Regions from separate parts of the Mus musculus genome. Here all the other regions are linked to region 1. Evidence: chromatin contacts called from public promoter capture Hi-C data. All regions are on one chromosome and are shown on one strand. The core of a region is the stretch at or near the end of the contact, and the rest is flanking DNA. Distances in the headings are between cores, read along the strand shown. Region 1 holds the start of Dcaf5 (DDB1 and CUL4 associated factor 5). Region 2 overlaps Rad51b (RAD51 paralog B). Region 3 holds the start of Cox16 (cytochrome c oxidase assembly protein 16).

Region 1 (3,518 bases), core at 335-2,834:
TTTAAGCATTACTCATTTTCTTTTTTTTTTTTTTTTTAAAGATTTATTTATTTATTTATTATATGTAAGTACACTGTAGCTGTCTTCAGACACACCAGAAGAGGGAGTCAGATCTTGTTACGGATGGTTGTGAGCCAACATGTGGTTGCTGGGATTTGAACTCAGGACCTTCGGAAGAACAGTCGGGTGCTCTTACCTGCTGAGCCATCTCACCAGCCCCTCATTTTCTTATTTAAGGGATAATATTCCATTTGAATTCTCATTTTTGGGTTTGGTGACCTTCTAATAAATTTAGAATGTTGTTATATGAACTTTTGAATTAACTACTTGCAAAAAAATAATTTTGCTTGACAGGTGAACCTCTTCCTCATTCCCCATCTTTATCTTAAGAATTTCTTTAGTTCATCTTTCACCTATGGTTGTATTTAACCACTCCTGTGCCATCTCTGGTCCTGAGATTGTAATTCGTGTTAAACTGAAAGGGCAAACCTGACACCTGCCTATTTCAGGTTAGTTAATTACCACTAATGATAGAGGATAGTTTCCTGGAAAAGCACTCCATTGAAAAGGGGACTTTCAACTTTACCTGGTAAAATTCCAGTGCACTTACCCAGTTTCCTCACTGAGGTCAACTCAACTGAGGACTCCTGCACTATTGAAAGGCAGCTACTTCTGGACTATACTGTGGCTGCTGGTTAACAGCTGTGCATCTCCAGGCCTCCATTCTCAAGACCTTTGGCCTCACCCCTACCAATGAAATAAGATACTGCTACGTTTCATAATGTTTCTTGTGGCTTGCAAATGCATCTGGAACCAATGGACAGAGGACCTTCTCAATTTGATTTTGGCAATTTTCTTCTCACTTTCTTTTGGGAGTGGGGGGTGGGGATTGTTAGTGCTAGAGATTGAACCCAGAACTTGAAGAATGCAAAAAGCATACGCTCTACTATATGGCTACTATATCAGCTCAATTCTCTTTTCACCTCTCCGCAACCCCCTAAACCCAAGTGTCCTATCAGCTTGAATAATTCTGCCTTTTTTTTTAAACCGATAGGCTGGGGGTGGTGGTGGGGGTGGTGGTGAGTGTCAATTAGAAAACTGAATTGGAGAATAGAAGGGTGTATCAACATTTTTGGAAAGGGCAGGTGCACCGATAAAACCCCACAGACAACCTCCTTCCAGACGTCCAGTCCAATCGTGGGTTCCCTCACTTGAACAGGGAACTGGGCGCCCCAGGAGGCAGCGAGCAGCGCTGGGCGAGCCGCTGTCCCTCCAGGGAAGGAGGGTGAGCCCGCAGGCCGGCTGCCACTCTGATTGTTACGCGTGTCCAACTTCAGAGTGCGGCGTGCCGGGGGTGCCCCGTCGCCGCCATCCTGAGCCAACCGTGGTTCGGCGCGGTCAGCGGCCGCTGCAAGCCGCCGCCCGCCATCTCCGGGCAGCCGTCCGCGGGGGAGGGGCAGCTGGCGCCCGCGTTCTCCGGCCCGGCGGCCGGCGGAAGAGCCCCGCACCGCGGAAGCGCGACCGCAGCTGGGGATCAGCTGCTGGAGGCGGCAGGGAGGCGGAGCCTAGGGGGGAAGGGGAGGGAGGGACGCGACCGTGAGGAAGCCGCGAACGCCGCCGACCGACCGTCTGCACACCTCGCTCCGTCTGCCATGGCTGGTTAAAGAAGCCTCCGGCTCGCTGCGCGCGGGGAGGGACGGGACGGGAGGGGAGCGGCGGCCCGGCGTGCGGCCGAGGGAGGGGCGGCGGCGCGAGCTGCAGCGGCGGTGGCGGCGGCGGTTCCAGCATGAAGAGGAGAGCTGGCCTGGGGGGCAGCATGAGGTCAGTGGTGGGCTTCTTGTCCCAGCGGGGCTTGCATGGGGACCCCCTGCTCACTCAGGACTTTCAGAGGAGACGCCTGCGGGGCTGCAGAAACCTCTACAAGAAGGACCTTCTCGGCCACTTCGGCTGTGTCAATGCCATTGAATTCTCCAACAATGGAGGCCAGTGGCTGGTCTCAGGTAAATCAACCCCCTTCCTTCCCCTCCCCGCGCCTCCCGCTCCCCTTCCAGCTGCCCCTTCCCCTTCCCCGCCACCCTCCTGCTGCCCTGCGTCCCCACCCCCGCCCTTCTCAACCCCTCTCCAGCGGTGGGAAGATTTGGTGTGAAATTAATACCATTGCAGGGGGAGGGAGGAAGGGAGGGGGGAGGGAAGGAAGAAGGGGAAGGAGAGGAGGATGTCTTCTATATATATAAAAAAAGACCTAAAATGGTTGACAGGTCTTTAATGTGCTTTATCCCAAGTGCAAAGTGGTCCCTCCAGATGCCTGCCCCACCAGTGTGGGTCGGGGAGGGGGACGAGGTTACGGTTTGACTAAGTTGGTTGGCAAACTCTTCCTCTGCGTAGTTTAAAAGGTGCGGGGGGCACTGGGGGGAGGGCTGGCCGGGGGGGGGGGGGAGACCAAGGCTCGCCAAAGGCCAGGCGAAGCTCGAGCCCCAGTCCTCGGTGTCATGGAGAAAAGGGGCCTCGGAGCCGGAGGCCGGCGGTGACAGAGCCGGACACCGTGGGGCCAGCGGGGTCGGGCGGGTGGTGACGGGTAGCAGAGAGGCGTCCCCTCCCCCTGGCTCTCTCAGGGCCCAATCCCATCTCCCAGCACGCAGTGGTAGCCTCTTCAGCGTCTTGTTTTTATTATGGTTCCGAGAGTGGCGAGGGCTCTAGCGACCTAGGGACACCAACCAGCCTGAACTTGGATGCGCTGTTCGGGAGGCAGGGCTTCAGGAGGACCCCCCGGGAGACCTACTGGCGGGAGGCGGGCTCCAGGACCCCCTTCACCCGCGCGGCTCCTGTTGCAGGGCTGCTCGCCTCCTCCCCCACCCGGTTCAGCTGGGCCTACTTGCCTCCAGGGTCTCCCCGCTGGGGTGGGGGAAAGTGGTGCAATCGAGGCCGGGGCTCCGGCCGGGCGGTGTAGGCCTTGCTCTCTCGGGGCTCCTAGCGACAGGCAGCTGAATCGATAGCCTATTGCTCCGGGGGGGGAGGCCGGACCCGAGCGGCGGCGGCGACGGTGGCAGCGGCGGCGCCTGCGTACGCCGCGGCAGGGTCGCTGGCTGCCCCCGCTCCTCCCCTGGGGTCGCGGCCCCGGGTGTGGGCGGGTGGGGCTGGGCTCTTGCCCGAGAAGGGGCGGCTCCCTGAAACCCGGCTGCGCTGTGAAGGGCCTAGACCAGATCGGGCGTTCCCGCTCGCCTCCTTCCTCGACCCTTTTTCCTATACTGGGAGGGTTGGGCGGGGGGGGGGGGGGGGGCAGCCCTGGACGTGGCGCTTAACTTCATCCAGGTGGATACCTGAATGGCTTTCTAATTTGCGTCAGTGGGCAGCTTTCCAGAAACTTCGGCGGTTATGGCAAAGCATCTGTCTTCGCAAGTATCAGGCGGAAGTGCCACCATGAGTATGGTCCAGTTTGTGGGTAGCAGAGATAAGAGGTCTGTGATTATTTCATGATAGACCGGAGATTTCTCTAGAACTGACCCCATCTTTTCACACCA
Region 2 (3,518 bases), core at 400-2,899, 1.1 Mb after region 1:
TTCATTTCAGACAATTGTATCTAACAACATTTCTCTGAAAAATGAAAATTAAACAAATCACATAAATAAGAACATGTATCAGGGCTGGGGTGTAGCACAGTAGTAGAATGCTTTCCTGGCATGCACGAAAGCATAGATTTGTTCTCCAGAAACACACACACACACCAACGGTATATACCAATTTGAAAGCTAATCAGAAAACAGATACACCTCATTTGATGTTGCATATAAAGTATTTGGACTTTTACATATGTTATGAAGTCATTGTGTCTTTGGGAAGAAAAATATGAGTGTTTTTACTAAGACAAACTCTAGTCTCTTAATTTTTAACTTTGGCAAATACATACATGAAAATCAGATAGCCTAATAATTTTCTTTTGCATAACATTCCTCAATACCTTAAAGCTGACCCTTCTAAAGCCAGCATTCTTCCCAGCTGTCTTAAACTTCTAAAACTACACCAAAGAAACTTTAGCTTCTTTGGTTATTCAGGGAATACTGCCATTAATAATGTCAAATGAACAGGGAAAATAATTTTTAAACATATTTTAACTATCAATGGAGATAACAATATCACGGAGACTTTATAGCTGAGAGACTATTTAGTCCTCTGCCTGCTGTCTAACACCAGCAAAAGTATATCATGAACCTTCATAAAAATCAAGATTCAGAGGTGCTACTGGTTAATTATAGGTGTCTATAAATAAATCAGATAATGAATTTAAAAGTGATTAAGACTATTATTACTAGCTAGGACATGCATAGGGCATGCAAACTATCTTAGATGCCTAACTATTCTTTTTATTCTAGATAGAGAAATGGACAGTAGACTTCTTAAAGGTGGACGGATGCACTATTGGGGCAATATTATCCTATACCCTAAATTCATTCAAATTGAGCCCAGTTCTACACAGCTTTAAAAAGCTTGGCTCCAATAAATTAAATGGATCTCAAACCACACAGCCACTTAACAGATGGAGAAACTGAGGCAAAGCAGAGTGATGAGATTCACCCATGGCAATGTGTTAAGATGCCATTGTAGTTAGAAAATAAATAGCCCAGTCTTTCCTCTGAGACAGAATGATGCAGTCACATGACACTCAGCAATCACGAGACTTCCCCAGAAGCAATCTGGAAAATAACAAGAACCAGGTGTCTCGAGACTCAGTTCAAACTGGAGCACAGCCCATGCAGCTCGATGCCTCCTAGCCACTCTGCCACGCTATTATCTTTAACAGTAATGTAGTGAAGCAGTAAGCTTCTAGTCAGCTTATGTCTGCAAACAGATACAAAGATGCAGAGCAAGCCCCTGGTTATCCTCTCCAGCTGCCTTCCTGCCTACTTAACTGATGGCTTCCTAAAGTTAAAGAGGGAAAAAAATATCAAAACAATAACTTTATTTTTTACCCACACAGTCATATTCTATGAAAAATACTACTAAACCTACAATCAGAAAGAAAAATTCTGTTGGCATAAGAAATATAACTTAAGCTGCAAACTAGTCAGACACAGTTACAGTTTAAGTTCACATGAATAAGAAAAACAAACAAAAATCCTTCAGACAACATCAGTTCAAAGTGTCTTGCAGCCACTGAGCCTGATCTGAAACATTGCAGAGAGAATGTAACACTCCTGTATCATAAACATGGCCTCCCCATCTCAGAGCGGGTTATACTTACAAGTTTCAGATGTGTTTATAAATACTTGATTGTGGGACATACAGTTTTGAATTGCAATGTTTAATAGTTTTATATGGTAACAGAATAGACCCCAGATGCAGAAAATACACAGCAAAAGCTATGGGACTTCAGGCAATCAAGTGTCACTTTTGTTCCCCATGACGACACCAAACATTGAAAGACTCCCTACACTAAATGGATGAGAACAATTTGGAAAGAAGAAAATGAAAGAAGAGAAAGAGGAATTCCTTTAAACTTCTGCCTCCAAGAAATACCTATTTTACGTGCAACTGTTTTTCCTTGATGAGAAAATATACTGGTTACTTTTCATTAACAAAATCAGTCTTTTTCATGTTTTTATAACAACAAGTAGCCAATCACAAACACTGAAGATGGAATTTAGAAAGAGGATCTGGCAAGATTTCTAACACAAAATACATTATACTGAGCAAAGAGAAAATTTTACGTGACATGCCTTCCTATTCAGCCGGTATCTAAACGACAGAACCCATGAAGGATATTCTATAAAAAAAATAATAATAAACATACAGAAACAAAGTTATCAAAGGCCAAAAGGCAGCAGCTAATTAATGTCCATAAAAGCAGCAAAGGAGTGGGGCTATTACAGCTGGAAAGAACTACACACAGCATAGATTGGCTGCTGCAGTGGCCTGAGACCTCAGCCTTTATACAGGGTTCCACGAGTGTTCTACCTGACAGAATACACTTGGCCCCCAAGAAGTAAAAATGTAAGTGAGCTACTCTGAGTACCCTTGCTTTCAAGAATGATCTTAATTTAACAGCCATCTGTCACTCCCGTTCAATTGCATCTTTATTGAGGAGTAGAACACAAAGTGATGGTCATTATCACTTCACAAAGCATACTTGGGTCAGTTAAGAAAAATAATCTTCTACCAGCTCCAAGTTAAACAAGGGGCACTTACAATTACAATCACTAAGAAAGTAATGACCTGGCCACCAACTCTGTTCTGCTACCTTAAGGTACCTCTAAAGAGTCTGACACTCAAAAGCATAGTAAGTGCAAACCTTTTTTACAGGTGCTCTCTCACCTATACTCCTTAGCTATATATAATAAAAACAAACTAGCAGTCTGATTTAGGAAGGCCAAGAGTTTACTGGAAATAATATGACGATTATCAAATAACTTGACAGGCTTGCTTGGAACATTCAATGATCATTACTAATACTCTTCAAGAAAGGGCGGCAAATGATCGGCACAGGTTTCATCAATTCCATTATTGATGTTCACAATTAGTCACAACCTAAATCAACAACAAAAAGCTTCAGCTTGGTAAACTGTATTATTCTCTGAAAGTATTCCAATAGCTTCAGTGAATCCCAGAGCTGTGAAAGATTACAAAAGTCCTCTTCTTTTAGAGATTTCAAGTTTACTTCTTGAACTAATTTGGGAATTCTTGTGCTAAGAAACAGTTGAGGAGGGAGAACTCAGGGCATACAGAAAGGGGGAAAGCAGATGTAGACATGCCATCCAAGTCCCAGGATGCTTAATTTTCGGCATCAGCAGTAATTGAGGAGTGGGAGCCTAGCAGAGTTGCTACAAGGGATGTTCTCTGAACTGAAGCCAGCAGTGTCTAAGATGGTCTCATTTTTTTAAGGAAAACGTTCTCCCCAAGCCAATGATTATAATTTTCTTCATATTTTAATTAGTCTTGAACCTAATGCCTACTTACTAAATTTTCCCTATTTTTGCCTTTTAATTGTGCATGTGCAACTACTAAGAAAAATAGAGTTAAGAGAACCCCAAAGATTCTACTGTGTCAGAAGCTAAAAATAAATAAATAAATAAATAAATAACAT
Region 3 (3,518 bases), core at 315-2,814, 1.0 Mb before region 1:
TGTCCCTATTAGATGACCTGTTTCTTCTTTTTTGTTTCTGTGTTTCTTGACTCATCCAGAGGCACACAAACAATGAAAAACAAGTGTTCATTCATTAAGTATAGGACTTCATGAAATTCGCAGGCAAAAAAAAAAAAAAAAAAAAAAACCTAGACTATATCATCTTGAGTGAGGTAATCCAGTCACAAAAGAACACACATGGTATACACTCACTGATAAGTGGATATTAGGAAAAAAAGCTTGGAATATTCATGATACAACTTATACAGACCATATGAAGCTCAAGAAGAAGGAAGACCAAAGTGTGATGCTTCAGTCCTACTTAGAAGAGGGAACAAAATAATCATGGGAGATAGAGGGTGGGAAGGTTGGGAGGAATAAAGGAAGGGGAGAAGAAAAAAAGGGGGGGCAGGGTCAGGTGGGAAGAAACAGGGGAGATGTACAGAGCCAGGATCAGGGAACTGAACAGAAAGGTGTGTTGCAATGGGAGATGAACAGGAGGTAGCCAACAGAAGGTCCCAGACACCAGGAAAGCAAGAGGTTCCCAGGACCCAATGGGGATGACATTAGCTGAAATACCCAACAAAGGGGAGGGAGAACCTGTAGAGACCATATCCAGAGGTTAGACATGACCCCCAGTTGAGGGATGGGGCCACCCACTTTTCTCAAAAATTTTAATCCAAAATTGCTCTTGTCTAAAGAAAATATAGGGACAAAGAGTGGAGTAGAGACTGAAGGAAAGGCCATCAGAGACTGCCCTACCTGGGGATCCATCCCATATGCAGCTACCAAACCTATTGTTGATCAATACCCATACAGCCATCACTATTGCCGATGCCAAGAAGTGCTTGTTGCAAGGAGCTTGATATAGCTGTCTCCTGAGAGGCTGTCAGAGCCTTACCTATACAGATGTGGATGCTCACATCCAACCATCGGACTGAGAACAGGGACCCCAATAGAGGAGTTGGGGAAGGACTTGAAGGAACTGAAGGGATTTGCAACCCCATAGGTAGAACAACCAATCAGATTCCCCAGAGCTCCCAGGGACTAAACCACCAACCAAAGAGTATGCGTGGAGGGACCTATGGCTCCAGGTGCATTTGTAGCAGAGGATGGCTTTATCTGGTATCCATTGGAGGAGAGGCCCTTGGTCCTCTGAAGGCCTGATGCTCCAGTGTAGGAGAATGCTAGGGCAGTGAGGTGGGAGTCGGTGGGGGAGCACCCTCAAAGAAGCAGAGAGTAAGGAGTAGGATAGAGGGTTTGCGGAGCAGAAACCGGGACGGGGGATAGCATTTGAATTGTAAATAAATAAAATAATAAAAAATTTTAAAAAGTTCAGTTACAACTGATGAGCCACGACTTAAAATGTGTTCATTAACCTGGTGCTACTTGTGCATTAGCTTAAAAACCAACCCCGCCCTTTATCTGAGTTTCTTGAGTCGCAGAAGTCAAGATCCAGAATATGCGAATTACAGATTTTCCAAATCGAAAAACCCAATTGCACCCGGCGTATCCTGAGGTCACGGAACCAGAGCTCAGAAGCCTCGACTTCCGGGGGAGGGAGGAAGCAGAAGTGCGTTAAGGCCAATCGTTTCCGTTTGCCTCGGGGAGGCTTATCAGGCGTGGACCTGGCACCCAAAGCCTGCGCTGAGTCTACAACTTCGCCTGAGACGTGTTGCGGGCCGCGCTGGGCTCGCTCTGGAAGCGGCTGACTAAGCAGGCCGCACCTTCTGCCATGATTGCGCCCGCTGTGTTGCGAGCTCTGCGTAAGAACAAGACTCTACGCTATGGAGTTCCCATGTTGGTGAGCGGCTGTGACGGGAGCAGGGGCTGCGAGTCCGGAAGGGGCGGGCCCTCTTTGGCTGAGTGGCGTATTGGTGCTGTCTTTCGGATACTGCTGACTAGGGGGTCTGTGGGAGCCACCGGAGCTTTGAGGTTTTTGTTTTTGTTTTTAAGTTCACGCTCAAAAGTGTACCTCGGGTCCCGCCATCCCCCACCCCCCGTTTCCTTTCCCTTCGTGAACGCGCGTGTTACTATCCCCGTTTTACAGTACCTTTCCTGGGTTAAATGTTGAGATTTTGCAAGAAGACTAATCAAATGTCTTCTTTAATAATTACATTCATTTGTAGTAATTATGTTCATAATTTGTTGTTTGATCATTGTTAAGTTAATTTGCTTTAGCATATTACGATATAAAAGAAAATAAACAAAAACTTTTAAAAATACAAGACATTTTTCTTGGTGTGGTTCTTGGCACGTGTGAAGTGCCTTTTGTATTTAAGCACTGCTAAAAGAAAGGTTGATTTTAGAAACGTAATATGTTTTTTTAAGTCGTCTTTGATGTGTCTGGATCTTGTTTTGATAATTAGGGAACTCTGCAATCTGCTTTAAGAGTTTTGGGGTAAGCGTTCGTTTTTATAAAATGACAGCAATTTACAAGGCATATATAAATTTTTTTATTTCTGCAAGTTCCTCTGCCGTTCAAAATCACGGATGTTGCTACTGACTTACCATTTATCACTATGGGAGTCAATTTGATTTTCTTTCAAAATTATAAAAGTCAAGATGTTATGGAAAGAAAAAAAAAATCTCAGGGCTAGGCTTTCTATGTAGACTTAGCACCCTGCCCTATTTTCGGGGCTACCCAGCAGGAAAGAGGCTCCTTTACAAATGGAAATTCCTTTCTTGGTCAGTTTTTAAATGGTCCTATCAGTCTTATGAAGGCACACTCTGGAACTCTGTCTAGAAAAAACTCTTAAGCCTAATTTATTTTACAGATGCCCTTCCAGAAGTTAAGCAAAGAGCACTTTCTATGCCCAATTTGAGAAATCCTCCTCTGAGTTCTGGGTTTCTCCTCTTCTGTTTTATAACGCGCGCGCGCGCACACACACACACACACACGCGCGCGCGCGCGCGCGCGTGCACACACACACACAGCTAGCTAGTCGTTCATTTCTGTTTGCTTTATGCACATACATGTGTGCAAAATAGCATTCTTTTTTATTTAAAATTACTATATAGATTTAATAGATAAGCACTGTGTTTACACCCTTTTCATCCCTACCTCTCCCCCGCCAACTTCTCCTGTGATTCCTTTCTCCCTTTCAGTTTTATGACTTTTAAAAATTAAAATTGTTACATGTTAATTATATATATGTGTGTATATATATAAAATTATATATTATATGTATGTATAAAAGCAGCCATTTTGATTTAGTCTTATGTATCCCAAATAGCATTTTTTTTAAAAGTAGCTAAGAATATTTTATATGTATAATTGTTAAATACAAATTTTTATTGTGGCTGCTGTTTACCTAGAAATCATGGTGGTTAATGAAGGGCCCTAAAACCTAAGAGGTGAATCTCTAGATTGCAAGAGAGGAAACAAGAGGAGAGAATGTTCTTAGAAGAAAAGCATATGGCCCATTTTTCTGATGCAGAAACCCTTTCAGAGAGCAGAGCAGTTCCTCTAATTGAGCCACTAATCTAGTGAACAGAGACTCTAAATCTAATGTTGT

Evidence for each region. Promoter capture Hi-C pulls out the DNA fragments that hold promoters and counts their contacts.
Region 2: a promoter capture Hi-C map of cranial neural crest shows a contact between it and region 1. The contact joins the enhancer-like site here to the promoter of Dcaf5 in region 1. A contact is called at or near these places in 3 of 39 promoter capture datasets (cranial neural crest, hippocampal neurons and pre-B cells) and 3 of 115 datasets of contacts at active chromatin or transcription factors (large pre-B cells, pancreatic cancer cells and stem cell-derived neural progenitor cells).
Region 3: a contact with region 1 is called in a promoter capture Hi-C map of liver, with 2.8 times the contacts expected there. The contact joins the promoter of Cox16 here to the promoter of Dcaf5 in region 1. A contact is called at or near these places in 4 of 39 promoter capture datasets (the HPC-7 cell line, cranial neural crest, liver and 1 more).

Annotation. Positions count from the first base shown.
Region 1 is chr12:80,434,667-80,438,184 of GRCm38.p6, reverse strand. It overlaps Dcaf5 (DDB1 and CUL4 associated factor 5), which reads left to right and starts at 1,584. Exons shown (of 9, transcript NM_177267.5): 1 at 1,584-2,000. The coding sequence starts at 1,787.
Region 2 is chr12:79,375,697-79,379,214 of GRCm38.p6, reverse strand. All of the region lies in intron 7 of Rad51b (RAD51 paralog B), which reads right to left. Among named protein-coding and RNA genes, the nearest start is that of Rad51b, 80 kb to the right of the region's middle. Within about 2 kb of position 1,649, at least 15 of the 459 cell types and tissues checked have an H3K27ac peak or open chromatin away from gene starts, as enhancers often do.
Region 3 is chr12:81,483,183-81,486,700 of GRCm38.p6, reverse strand. Cox16 (cytochrome c oxidase assembly protein 16) reads left to right here and starts at 1,564. Exons shown (of 4, transcript NM_001309809.2): 1 at 1,564-1,804. The coding sequence starts at 1,736. All of the region lies in intron 3 of Gm20498 (predicted gene 20498), which reads left to right.